Regions from separate parts of the Mus musculus genome. Here regions 1 and 2 are each linked to region 3. Evidence: chromatin contacts called from public HiChIP or PLAC-seq and promoter capture Hi-C data. All regions are on one chromosome and are shown on one strand. The core of a region is the stretch at or near the end of the contact, and the rest is flanking DNA. Distances in the headings are between cores, read along the strand shown. Region 1 has its middle 5.3 kb from the start of Gm35541. Region 2 holds the start of Flt1 (FMS-like tyrosine kinase 1). Region 3 holds the start of Cdx2 (caudal type homeobox 2).

Region 1 (3,701 bases), core at 277-2,776, 450 kb before region 3:
CAAGTCCCATAAGCTGTTTAACATCTCTAGCTTCAGCCCACTGGAAGCTAGCAACACTCCATAGTGCCACCCCAGGCTCTAGACACTGCCAAATGTCCCCTGAACTGAAAACTGTCCCCCCCTTTGCCCCCTCATCCCATTGTCTACCCACCAGGTATATCCCATCCTGCATGAAGGTTTATACATGTATGAGTGTGTACACCCACATCAGCTGTGAGCCTCTCTGAATGTGACTCTCTAAAGGCTGACTCAAGACAGGGTGGAAAAGTGATGTCATACTTGTGTGACAGGCTGATCCTCAGGTCTCTGGCTTTGACAAACACATAGCTAGGAACTCGGACTTCAAGTTTGGAAGGGGAAGGGACCAAGTATAGTTTGAACTTGAAGGCAGTAGGCTACCTATAGCATGACTGGAAGGCCCATGAATGTTTAAGTGCCACCTGGATTGAGATACTCAATCTGCTAGTCCTATCAAAGTCAAGGGCATAGATAGCTACAGCTGTCTATGGACAGTACTATGAAAGAAAAGGGCTGATTAAAAGGGGGGGGGAACTTTCACCTTCAGGGGGCACATGAAGCATGAGACAGGTCAAAGGAATCTAGAGGTACATCCAACAAGGAAGGAGGAGCAGCAGGGGGCGGGGCAAAGCTATGGAAACAGGAAACTTTTTATCTAAAAAGGAAATGTACCTCCCTTGGGCTGTTAGTAGACTCAACCTCGCAAGGACAGAAAGCATCCATAATTTAGCATTAATACTCTTACATAAATGTGTTAAGAAAAGCTCCATCCCATTGTACCTGTTCAGAGTGGTTGTGCTTAAGGCCCTTAGAGCATGAGCCACTCTGGGAGCAAGTTAGCATCCAGGCTAATGGACCAGGGTAGCACCTCACATCCATTAGGATGGCTATGGCAAAGAAGAGCAGAGGAAAGGAAATAGAAAACAACGAACACCGTCAAGACGTGACGAGATCGGGATGTACGTGTGCCATGGTGAGAGTGGATCAAGTTGCAGCCATTTTGGAAAACCAATATGGAGATCCTTCAAATAATTAAAAGAATTATCCTATGGCTTACACCTTTATTTCCTGGTCTAACCCTCCCCGCTCCCCCAATTCCAAATAGATGCTCAAAGAATTATTACTATACCATGTCTGTAGCTGTCTTAGAACAGCCAAGCAGCTCATGTGCCATAGATAACGGGGTTACACATACCTTGGAGTATTAATCATCCACATAATATGGATGAGCTTGCAACACACTGTGCTAAGGGAAACGGGGAAGTAACAAAAAAGCAGACCCTATACAAATCTGCCCTTATGAGCTACCTATAGGAATCCATTTCCTGGAATTGGTGGGCAGGATCTGGGGGGCGGGGAGGTGGGGGAGGAGCGGGGAGTTGGTGTTTAATGGGGTCAGTTTCAGTTTAACAGGGGAGAAAGATTGCTCAACAGTATAAATATAGCTAGCACTGCTGAAAATGGTTTAAAAGAGAAAGGAGAAGGAAGAAGAGGAAGAGGAGGGTGGATGTCTTGTGGAAGAGCTCACTTGATGAAATGAAAGTGAAGTAATCAAGGCTCTGAATACAAACTGACATATTGTCCTGTCTGTCTGAAGCCCGCTACAGTCTTCCCGGGATTTGTGGTGGTAGGCTATTTCAACTGGAGCAGGATATTCCACGACCTGCTTGTTCTGTAGATGCTTGCTGGATTGGAGATGCGAAGGAAACAGGGATGCTGCTTTCACTTTGAGAATCTCCCGCTGCTGCGCACAGAACTCCCAGCCTGGGCTTCGTTTCTACAGATGTTATCTGCTAAGCAGTGATCTCTCACTCATTAACCGTCCTTTATTAGGTCCCATTCAGAGGGGCTCCAGGCTTCCCACTGCACATGCGTGCATTTGTGTGCTGACCAATATCGGTTGCTTCAGGACCAAGCAGCAGAACCCTGAGTGATTTTTGCCACGTGCTGACTGTGAAGACCCTCCAACAAGGTCTGCACCTTCCATGGCCAAGTTTGTGGCTGGGAGTTTCCTGAATGAGTAAGAATTCCTCAGAAAGCCTCCTAGGCTGTGGAGGCTGCTCCTTGTAGCCTGACCACGCCCTCCCACGCCACCAGCAAACGACCAGGAGGAGGAGTCTGGCTTCTGGTTTCGCTTCTGGGCAATTTGATGGAAGTTCACTGAAGAGTGATTCCATGTAAATTATCAAAAGGCAGCGAGCTATTAAGATGTGATAAGGAGGCTGAGGGAGATGGCTCAGCATTTAAGAGCACTCAATGCTTGCTCTTGCAGAAGACCAGGTTCAGTTCCCAGCACCTAACACGGCAGCTCACAATCGTGACCCCAGTTCCAGGGGATCTGACGCCCTCTCTGGCCTGCATAGGTATTGCATGTACATGGTACACAGACATACATGTAAGCAAAACACCCACACATGTAAAATAAAAATAATCTTTTTAAAAATGATAATGAGGTTAATTTTAAAACCAGGTTTCTGGATATATAGACATAGACATAGACATAGACATAGACATAGACATAGACATAGACATAGACATAGACATAGACATAGACATATAGACAGACATAGACATAGATATTTTTTTTTCTGAGACAAAGTCTCACTCTGTAGCTCTGGCTGTACTGGAACTCACTATGTAGACCAGGCTGGCCTCAAATTCACAGAGATCTGCCTACTTTTGCCTCCTGAGTGCTGGAATTAAAGGCACGCTCCACTATGCTCAGCCGTTGAAGTACAATTTTTGTTTTGTTTTGTTTTGTTTTGTTTTGTTTGTTTGTTTGTTGCTTTTGTTTTTGAGACAGGGTTTCCCTGTTTAGCCCTGGCTATCCTGGAATTTGTTCTGTGAACCAGGCTGGCCTTGAACTTAGAGACCTGACTGCTTCTGCCTCCCAAGTTCTGGGATTAAAGCCATGCACCACTACTTAGGCCTGGCTTGAAGTACTCACCCTTTTAGGAGCTTAGGCCTGAGTTAGTTTACACAGTCACATTAACCCTACCGCAAGCGGAATACAAACTATTTCTTAAACACTTCTACCATGACGCTTCCCTGTCAATCCCTCTATGCACCCCTGGCTCCAGGAAAACAATAATCCGATGTTTGTGTCCATAGCTTTGCCTTTTTTCAAATGCCTCATAAATGCAATCCCAGGTCTGTGCCTTCAGTGTTTCATTTCTCTCATTCAGCATAATGCATTAGAGAGTCACCCATGGTATTGCATGTAGCAGCAATTTTCTCCTTTTCCCTGTAGAATAGCAGTCCTCTGCTGCATGGACATACCACAGTTTATCTACCCATCAACTGACAAACATCTTATTTTGTTTCCAGTTCCGGCACTGTGGATATTGCCACCACAAACATTTTCCCGTGTGTCTTTGTATAGAAATAAGCATTTGTTCCTCTTGGAATAAATGCCTTGGAATAGAAGAGTTGGGGTGGGGCACTTGTGTGTATGTTTCAATTTATAACAAGCCGCCAAATTGTGAAGGTGACCAGTTCCTTTGGCATTCTTAACAGCAATACATATGCTTCCCGGTTATCCTGTGTCCTGGGCAGCCACACGACAGAAAGCTTTGAACAAATCTCAGCATCTTGCTTGTCCAAAACCTGCCATACTCCTTTCTTCTCCTTCAGGTTCCAACTAGGAGAATCTTTCATGCTAGGTAAGAGGTTAGTCTTGAGTT
Region 2 (3,780 bases), core at 756-3,255, 420 kb before region 3:
ATATTTTAGCATTGTTAATGCACAGCTTAAGTTATAGATGGTTTTGGCTGTCGGTCAAATACCTGTCTGGCTTCATGATCCCATAAAGTCATTGTGGGATCATTTCTGGCAACAAACTCATAAGGATCTCCTTGAGTATTTAAAGACATCAAAATGCCTTTTGAAAACAACGCATTAAACTAAACCTTTGGGGACTGTACATGCAACACTTCCCCCAAGTTGGTAGTTCCCCTCGCTGGTCTTCCCCTACAATAAGCCATGCCCGTGTTTCTGTGCTCATGGTGGGCTTCATACCCCTCTAGAATCGTACACCTCCTTCACGTTGTGTGTCTTGGTTTCTGTCGGCCTGCTCAGCGCAGCACCTCCAGCCTCAGTGGCGATGGGTTTCCAATTGGCAAGCTCTCCCCAGCCCAAACACCTGCCATTGCTTAAAGGGGCTGAGCAGACCTCTTAAAAGATGCGTGGGCGTTAGGATAGCTCTTAGGGGAGACAGGGACAGTTTGACCGTGTGGGTGTGTCAAGACCGTCTGAGGCCGGAGATTCAGCTGGGAGAATTATAACTACCTAGTGCGGGCCATCCTGCATGATTCCTGATTGGAGAGCAATTTGAGGCGCCGGAGGCAGAGGGCAGGAATACTGACCCTAGTGGAAGCTTGTAGAGAAATCAGAATTGGCTGGGGAAGTCCGCAGGTGAGCTTAGGCTCACAGCGGTCTTTCCCTTCTGCTAGACCATGAAGGAGAAAAGGAATCTCACTTGCCCTGGCTCAGAGGCTCCCGGTGCCCTAGTAGAGCTGCGGGTGGTGGTGGCCCAGACTCTCTTAGGAATGAGGCAACTCAGGTTGCGCAACCTTCCCTACCGGAGGTTTAGTCTAGTCCTTCAGGAAAAGCCTCTGGTCCCATTTAGGAGCCATTTTATCACGGGTATCTGGCAGGTTCTATTGAGGCTATTTTTCAAACCTGCAGTATTTACAGGGACAAGACTGGGCTGCTCCGGGGAGGCCGGGACGACTTCAGCCTTCCAGTTAATGGATGCATAATTGAGGAACAACGTGGAATTAGTGTCATCGTAAATGATCTAGTGTCTCAAGTTAATTTCACCCGTTTTTTGTTCCAAGAACATTCGAGTCAGTCATCTTGGCTAGCCGGCTTCCACCAAAAAGATTTGTTTTCCATCCAGCGTTTCAGACCTAGAGTTCAAGTTCTTGGCCCTTACAAGTTGCAGGAGCGTGTCTCACGCCTTGGCTTTTTTTTTTTTTTTTTTTTTTTTTTTTAAGGTAACATGTTATTCCTTGTTTTGCTTCTAGGAAGCAGAGGGTTGAGGAAATGGCTTGGGCGGGTGCATTAATGCAGCCGAAAAAGACACAGACTCCCTCCCTTGGGACCCGCGCGGCCCCGCGCTCTTTCCGAAGGTGCCTGGCAAGGCGTCCGGTTCCCTCGGACGCTCCGGGTCCAAGTGCCTTAAGCGGAGGGTCTCTGGCGCCTTCCTTCGCTGTCTGGCAACAGTCTGGCGGGGTCAGGGACCGGCGGGACCGCTCGGGAGAGGGCTCGACTGCGCCTCGTTCCTCGGTGCCAGGGACACCGTCGCGGGAGGCGCGGCCAGCTTCCCTAGGATAAGACTTCCCGCCCCGGGGGCAGGGCGGTGCACTTAGACGGTCCCCTCCTCAGTTTCGGGCGGTCACCAGAGCTGAGTAAGCTCGGTGGAGGGAGCTGGGTAAGGATTTCCTGAGAGCGATGGGCAGGAGGGGCTGGGGCAGCAGAGCACAGAGCAAGGACCCTGAACCTGCGAACCTGTCCGGCGACCCGCGCGCCTAGCGCCACCGCACGCGCGCTCTGGCCCCCGGGCTACCCGCCCTCGCCGGCCCCCGCCCCTCCGGGAGGAAGAAGAGGGTAGGTGGGGAGGCGGATGAGGGGTGGGGGACCCCTTGACGTCACTGGAAGGAGGTGCCGGGGTAGGAAGTGGGCTGGGGAAAGGTTATAAATCGCCCCCGCCCTCGGCTGCACTTCAGCGAGGTCCTTGAGAGGCTCGGAGCGCGGTGGCGGACACTCCCGGGAGGTAGTGCTAGTGGTGGTGGCTGCTGCTCGGAGCGGGCTCCGGGACTCAAGCGCAGCGGCTAGCGGACGCGGGACGGCGAGGATCCCCCCACACCACCCCCCTCGGCTGCAGGCGCGGAGAAGGGCTCTCGCGGCGCCAAGCAGAAGCAGGAGGGGACCGGCTCGAGCGGCTGCGCCGTCGGCCTCGGAGAGCGCGGGCACCGGGCCAACAGGCCGCGTCTTGCTCACCATGGTCAGCTGCTGGGACACCGCGGTCTTGCCTTACGCGCTGCTCGGGTGTCTGCTTCTCACAGGTGAGGCGCGCCAGGGACCATGAGTTGGAGTTCGGCGGGGATGGGCAGCCACGGGGTGGTCCGGGGGAAGCGAGCTCCGGCGGGAGCCGGGGACACTTGTAGCAGCGGGTACGCCTCGGGACACACGTCTTCCCCTCCACCCCCCAAGTGGGCGCCGCTGGAAGTTGGCATCACCGCTTAGACTCTCCTTAGCTCCACGCTGGGGTCAGAGCCAGAGTGCCTGCCGGGTGTAGCCGGAGCCGCTAGTCCCCTACCGGGTTCCCGGGTAGGCGCTCACTCCTTAGACTCTGGGAGTGCAGATCACCACACGGGTGGACCTTTCAGCATCCAGAGCCTGCTCCTAGGCTGCAGCAGAGTCCTCAAGGGCTAGTTGGAGCAAGCTAGATGTCAGAGAGGCTGCCCGGGGCTGGACAGAGGTGGGGTCGTTAGCGATGAGCTCGCTCCACCAGAGCAAAGGAGGACGAAATTGGGAGGGGTCCCGTGCCCGCGGCGAGCAGATGGAGCCCAGAGAAGGGCCAGCTCTGACTCCCGTACCCGCTTGGGTCCGTCCGGAGGAAGCTGGGGAACGCACAGTCTGCAGGGTTTCTTCCCAGCAGTTCGCGGAGCGCCGTCTCCCGGGTGGGGCCTCCGCGGTGTGGGGCGGGTGTGCGGTCCAGGTCCTCGGAGTGAGTGAGTGACCCAAAGCGACCCGGCAGCAAGTTTTGGAATTTTAAGCCCTACCTTTAGGTTATGAATCTAGAAGAAAAAACAAAAAAACAAAACCACCTGACAATTTAGACTGAAAGCTGTGGTTTAAGTAGTAGGTGAAGTTTGCGACCTCCTAAATCAGCGTTCTCTAGGATATGAAAAGCGCGGGGCGGGGGGGGGGGGGCGACCGATCAGGGGCCGGCAGATTTTAGGAGCATTTAATGTGGAGACCGTCGTCATCCAAGGGTCAAAAAGCTGGAGGGACCTCGGGAACTCTAACTCCAGGTCTGCAGGCGGGAGGTCCCTTTGCGCAGAGACGCATACCAGAGCGTCTTTATTTAAACCAGCGTGGTTGGGAAAGAAGATAGAGACTAAAGAGTCAGGTAGAATAGTAGTGGCCCCAGAAAGAAAGGCAGCAAGGTTTTAAAAGACAGTAAAAATAAGCCTTTTGAAATGGGAAGACTGTACTTCGTTTCAAAGTAATGAACAGGGGTTTATAATTAAAACGGACTAAAATGGCAAAGCCAGAATCCGACGTGGCTGGTTAGGTTCTAAAATAATGATATTAAACGAGTTATTGTATTTTCTATTTCACAAATATTTTCGAAGAGCTGCTTATACGGAAATGCAACCGCTTAGAGAGTTTAAATACTGATTTATTATATAAAGACAAAACTAGCTTAAAAAATTACTGCAAACCCTTAAGTTACAGGGTGGGGGGAACAGGCGTTTTATTGGATTTTCTGCT
Region 3 (4,235 bases), core at 107-2,606:
TTCCAACCTCAGCCTTGGCTCAGAAAAGTATTTTCTTCCGTAGCAGTAATGAATAGCGACAACGGTGGATTCATTCCGTGGGATGAAAAGCAAATTTCTGCAGAGAGAGCTTTCACTTTATAAAGGACAGAGTGCTGTTTTAAACTAATTTAATGCTTTAATATTTATTTTATTATTATTTATGGGTATGGCTGTTTTTGACTGCATGTATGCCTCTGTATCACTCACGTATGGTGGCTGGACACCAAAAGAGGGTGTCATATCTACTTGGGCTGGAGTTCTGGAGTTTTGAGCCCACCAAATGGGTACTGGGAATTGAACATGGGTCCTCCGCAAGAGCAGGCAGTGTTCTGGCTGAGCTATCTCTCCTCAGAAGAAAGTGTTTTAAGCATGACATAAGACAAGAATAACTAGATAGGTGTCAGCACAAATACTTCCCTTGATTAAAACAAAACAAAACAAACAAACTCTTAAATACACTCAGGAAAAACACAAGTGTAATTGTGGAAGTTTCAAACCGAATACGTCGTGTAATTAGCATTTTGCTTAAGGGAGAGAAATATATCAGGATCCCAGCCATCCACTAATTACTGCCTTCCATATCGTGGGTCCAGTTGTTGGCTTTGAAGAGGGTTTCGATTGTTTAATGTAATAGTTTTTAAAAATGAATTGCTTTCCTTGAACTTAAATCTTAACTGTAAGACAAATCCTGGGGTGGGGGGCGCAACCTGGAGGTAGAATCGTCTTTTCTCTTTTGTAGAGGCCGAGTGGTTTCCTTTGACAAGGAAATAAATGTATTGCTGAGGGTTGTCCGACCGTCCGTCCGTCAGTCTCCTCCTGGTTCTCAGAGCGGGAAGGAATAGCCTTCACCGCAGCTCTACAAGCCACCTACCTCCTGGGTTGGTCAGAAAGCTCTTCAAAGCAATGACTTCCCTCCCCCCCCCCCCCTTTCTTGACCACCTTCTGCCTGAGAATGTACGAAAGGCTGCGCCCGCCCGTTTCCAAACCCAGCTTCCCACCAAGCCTGCCTTTCTGGACTTCCCAAGGCGTTTGCAAGTCTCTTCATTTCAGTCTTTGAACCTGTGATTGGAGGTTAAAGTGCACCCAGGTTGGAAGGAGGAAGCTCGTAGCTAGCAAGAAGGGCCTGAATATTCAGCTGTGATCTGGTCGCTGCCCTCTCAGGAGCGCCCCCCTCCCCAACTTTTAAAATGCAAATCGTGTTTCTGGGGGTGGTGGTGGTGGGGACTGTGTGCGTAGCGCGCTGCGCCTCGACGTCTCCAGCCATTGGTGTCTGTGTCATTACTAATAGAGTCTTGTAAACACTCGTTAATCACGTAAGGCCGCTGGCCTGGGACTCCGCGAGCCAACCTGCGGCGGGTCATCCCCGCCTCTACAGCTTACTGGCAAGGAGGTGGGAGGAAAGAAGGAAGAGAGGGGAGGAGGCAGGACGGAGGGAGGGACTGCCCGGGAGGCAGAAGCTCTGCAAGGAGCCGACGGAGCACCGTGGGCTGAGGTGCAGCCAGCTACCTTTATCTCTAGCCCCCTGCGCCTCGCGCCTCTGGCAGCCTTCAACGTTTGTCCCCAGACAGCATGGTGAGGTCTGCTCTGGGTCCCTCGCCACCATGTACGTGAGCTACCTTCTGGACAAGGACGTGAGCATGTATCCTAGCTCCGTGCGCCACTCCGGCGGCCTGAACCTGGCTCCGCAGAACTTTGTCAGTCCTCCGCAGTACCCGGACTACGGTGGTTACCACGTGGCGGCCGCGGCGGCTGCTACGGCGAACTTGGACAGCGCTCAGTCCCCAGGGCCATCCTGGCCCACCGCGTACGGCGCCCCTCTCCGCGAGGACTGGAATGGCTACGCACCCGGGGGCGCTGCGGCAGCCAACGCGGTAGCCCACGGTCTCAATGGTGGCTCCCCGGCCGCCGCTATGGGCTACAGCAGCCCCGCCGAATACCACGCGCACCATCACCCGCATCATCACCCGCACCATCCGGCCGCCTCGCCGTCCTGCGCCTCCGGCTTGCTGCAGACGCTCAACCTCGGCCCCCCGGGGCCCGCAGCCACCGCCGCCGCCGAACAGCTGTCCCCCAGCGGCCAGCGGCGAAACCTGTGCGAGTGGATGCGGAAGCCCGCGCAGCAGTCCCTAGGAAGCCAAGGTAAGCGGTGCCGGGGCGCGCCCCAGGTCCCGCGTGCGTTGGGGCTGTCGCGGGCTGTCTGCCAGCTCCTAGCCAGGACAGGAGAAGGGGCAAAGGGGGAAATACAGGTGGATTCATCCCAGGAGTGTATATTTGTGTCTCGCTCCCCCAGGTTTGTTTAGGGCAGTACCCCATTGGCAACCTCGGGACGCCTTCGGAAGCTCCCGGTAGTGTCCTAAGCACTGTCGCCCGCCGCGAGCTGAATCGTGCCCTTGAGTTGGCTGCCTCCCGCATTCCTTACACCGTTCCTGGCCGAGAGGGTCGGGCCGCTTGGATTCTCTTTGCCGTGCCTACTCAACTTAGCTACCTGCTTTTCTTCTTCCATCTGAGGTACCCCCCCGAAAGGGCCAGGGAGTGTGGAGGCTGCGCCAGGATCAGTTTGGCCATTAGGGTCTACTGAAGGGGTCGGTGCTGCTGCGAGCACAGACGCCGCGGTGCGCCCCTGGAGAGAAGGCGGAGCCCCCCAGAAGCCTCGGAGGAAGTGGGGGAACTCCAGGGTCCCTGACTCTTCCCTCTCTCTGCCAAGCAAAGTCTCTCATAGAAATCCTCTCTTAGCATCACAGCGGACTCGGCTTCTTAAGAAGGTTTCTTCCTGACCCTTCCCTTCTAGAATCTCGTGTGTCTGAGAGTGTTGTGTGTTGGATTCGGGAGATTTTTCACGAAAGACCCGAGATTGCCGGTCTGTGGGACTCACAAGCTCTGTTTGCCCTTTCTGATGTCCGGATGTGTATAGGAGTGGGAAGGAAGTGAGCAAAGTGTGACAGGGAGTGGTACTAAGAGTCCCCCCTTTTTTGTTGTTCCGTGAAGCCTTCTCCAGCTCTTTGAGCTTCCGCTTCTCTGGATTTGCTCCTTGTTGGCACAGCCAGGCCACATGCCCGGGTTATGGCCACTTTGAGGAGGTTTATAGCCAATTACAGCCGTATAAATCAGAGCGGCACTTGGGGGCCTGTCGCTGGACACTTCTGCGTCACTGCGCACACCCCGTCAACATCTTGGTGGGCAATGCTGCCGGAGTGAAGTCTCCAGATTAGCCTCCAGTGGGCTTTGACATTGTCATTTCCAGGAGGACTTACTCCTAAACCGGTTCTCCGCATAAACCCTACTTTCCCAAGCCTGCCTGAAAGGTAGTGAGCGGAGGATCGCCGGTAGGGGTCTTAGCCCTCCGAAAGAACTTTTGCGTTCAGGGGGTGGGTGGTCCGAGACTAGGGTCCTGGGAGGGGGAGGAGAACCTCAGGAGCCCAGGCCGCGGGGTCAGCAGATGAGAGGTCGCTGTGAAGTCCCGCGCCGAGGTGGCAAGACCGCTGTCGGCGCCGGGCGCCCTTGTGATGTTAATGTAGGGAAGCTGTGGCCCGCAGTGCCGGAGCCCGACTCTTCTGCAGAGCGTCATCTGTCAAGGGGCAGAGGCGTGTACGCCGCCCGGCCGGCTTTGATGTACACCTTTCAGCCCTGCCATTGTCTCTTTTAGGGCCCGGAAAGAGGGTGGTGACTTTCGCAGTCAATAATGAATTCTGACAACTCCTTCTCATCCCTCCCCTCTTCCAGCCCCCCTCCTTGGTTCCCAGGGGGTGCGGGGCGCCTGCAAGCCCTTGGGGAGCGGACCGCAGGGCTCACGGACCATCTTTGCGTTCCTCAGCCAGCGCGTGGTGCTCTAAGAGCAGCATCCGTTCTAGGGCGAGGACCGCTGTGGGAAATTGTTCTGCGCCTCGCTTCCCAGGTCTGATAGTTTTCTTTAGTACTACAAGCTCTTTGCTATTCGGTCTGCACACTTAAGATTTGGTTCTGTCGTCTTCTGTGGAGTGGGGCACTAGCGAGTGTGTTACAGGCTCCAGTGAGCCCGCTCCCGACCGGTTGGATCCCTTTACTTCCAAAGCAGGCGCGGGGTCGGGGCCGCAGCGCCCATTCAAATGCGCCTGCGGGGCTGTGTTTATGTTAATGCTCCTGGCGGGGAAGGGGATGAAAGCTGAGGCCGCCATTTGCTCAGTAGTGGTAATTCAAACAGAATGCGGTTGTTATTAAGGCATTGAAAGCGCTTTTCT

What was found. Promoter capture Hi-C pulls out the DNA fragments that hold promoters and counts their contacts. HiChIP or PLAC-seq counts read pairs in DNA pulled down with a chosen protein or histone mark.
Region 1: an H3K27ac HiChIP or PLAC-seq map of large pre-B cells shows a contact between it and region 3, with 4 times the contacts expected there. The contact joins the enhancer-like site here to the promoter of Cdx2 in region 3. A contact is called at or near these places in 5 of 39 promoter capture datasets (the C10 cell line, cranial neural crest, hippocampal neurons and 2 more), 1 of 484 Hi-C or Micro-C datasets (embryonic stem cells) and 1 of 115 datasets of contacts at active chromatin or transcription factors (large pre-B cells).
Region 2: a contact with region 3 is called in a promoter capture Hi-C map of embryonic stem cells, with 37 read pairs. The contact joins the promoter of Flt1 here to the promoter of Cdx2 in region 3. A contact is called at or near these places in 11 of 39 promoter capture datasets (cranial neural crest, embryonic stem cells, frontonasal cranial neural crest and 5 more), 16 of 484 Hi-C or Micro-C datasets (B cells, embryonic stem cells and stem cell-derived epiblast-like cells), 10 of 115 datasets of contacts at active chromatin or transcription factors (embryonic hindbrain, embryonic midbrain, embryonic stem cells and 2 more) and 1 of 9 other capture datasets (embryonic stem cells).

Annotation. Positions count from the first base shown.
Region 1 is chr5:147,756,681-147,760,381 of GRCm38.p6, reverse strand. No RefSeq gene overlaps it. Among named protein-coding and RNA genes, the nearest start is that of Gm35541, 5.3 kb to the right of the region's middle. Within about 2 kb of position 1,526, at least 97 of the 459 cell types and tissues checked have an H3K27ac peak or open chromatin away from gene starts, as enhancers often do.
Region 2 is chr5:147,724,236-147,728,015 of GRCm38.p6, reverse strand. Flt1 (FMS-like tyrosine kinase 1) reads left to right here and starts at 2,005. Exons shown (of 30, transcript NM_010228.4): 1 at 2,005-2,345. The coding sequence starts at 2,282.
Region 3 is chr5:147,304,370-147,308,604 of GRCm38.p6, reverse strand. Cdx2 (caudal type homeobox 2) reads left to right here and starts at 1,356. Exons shown (of 3, transcript NM_007673.3): 1 at 1,356-2,160. The coding sequence starts at 1,623.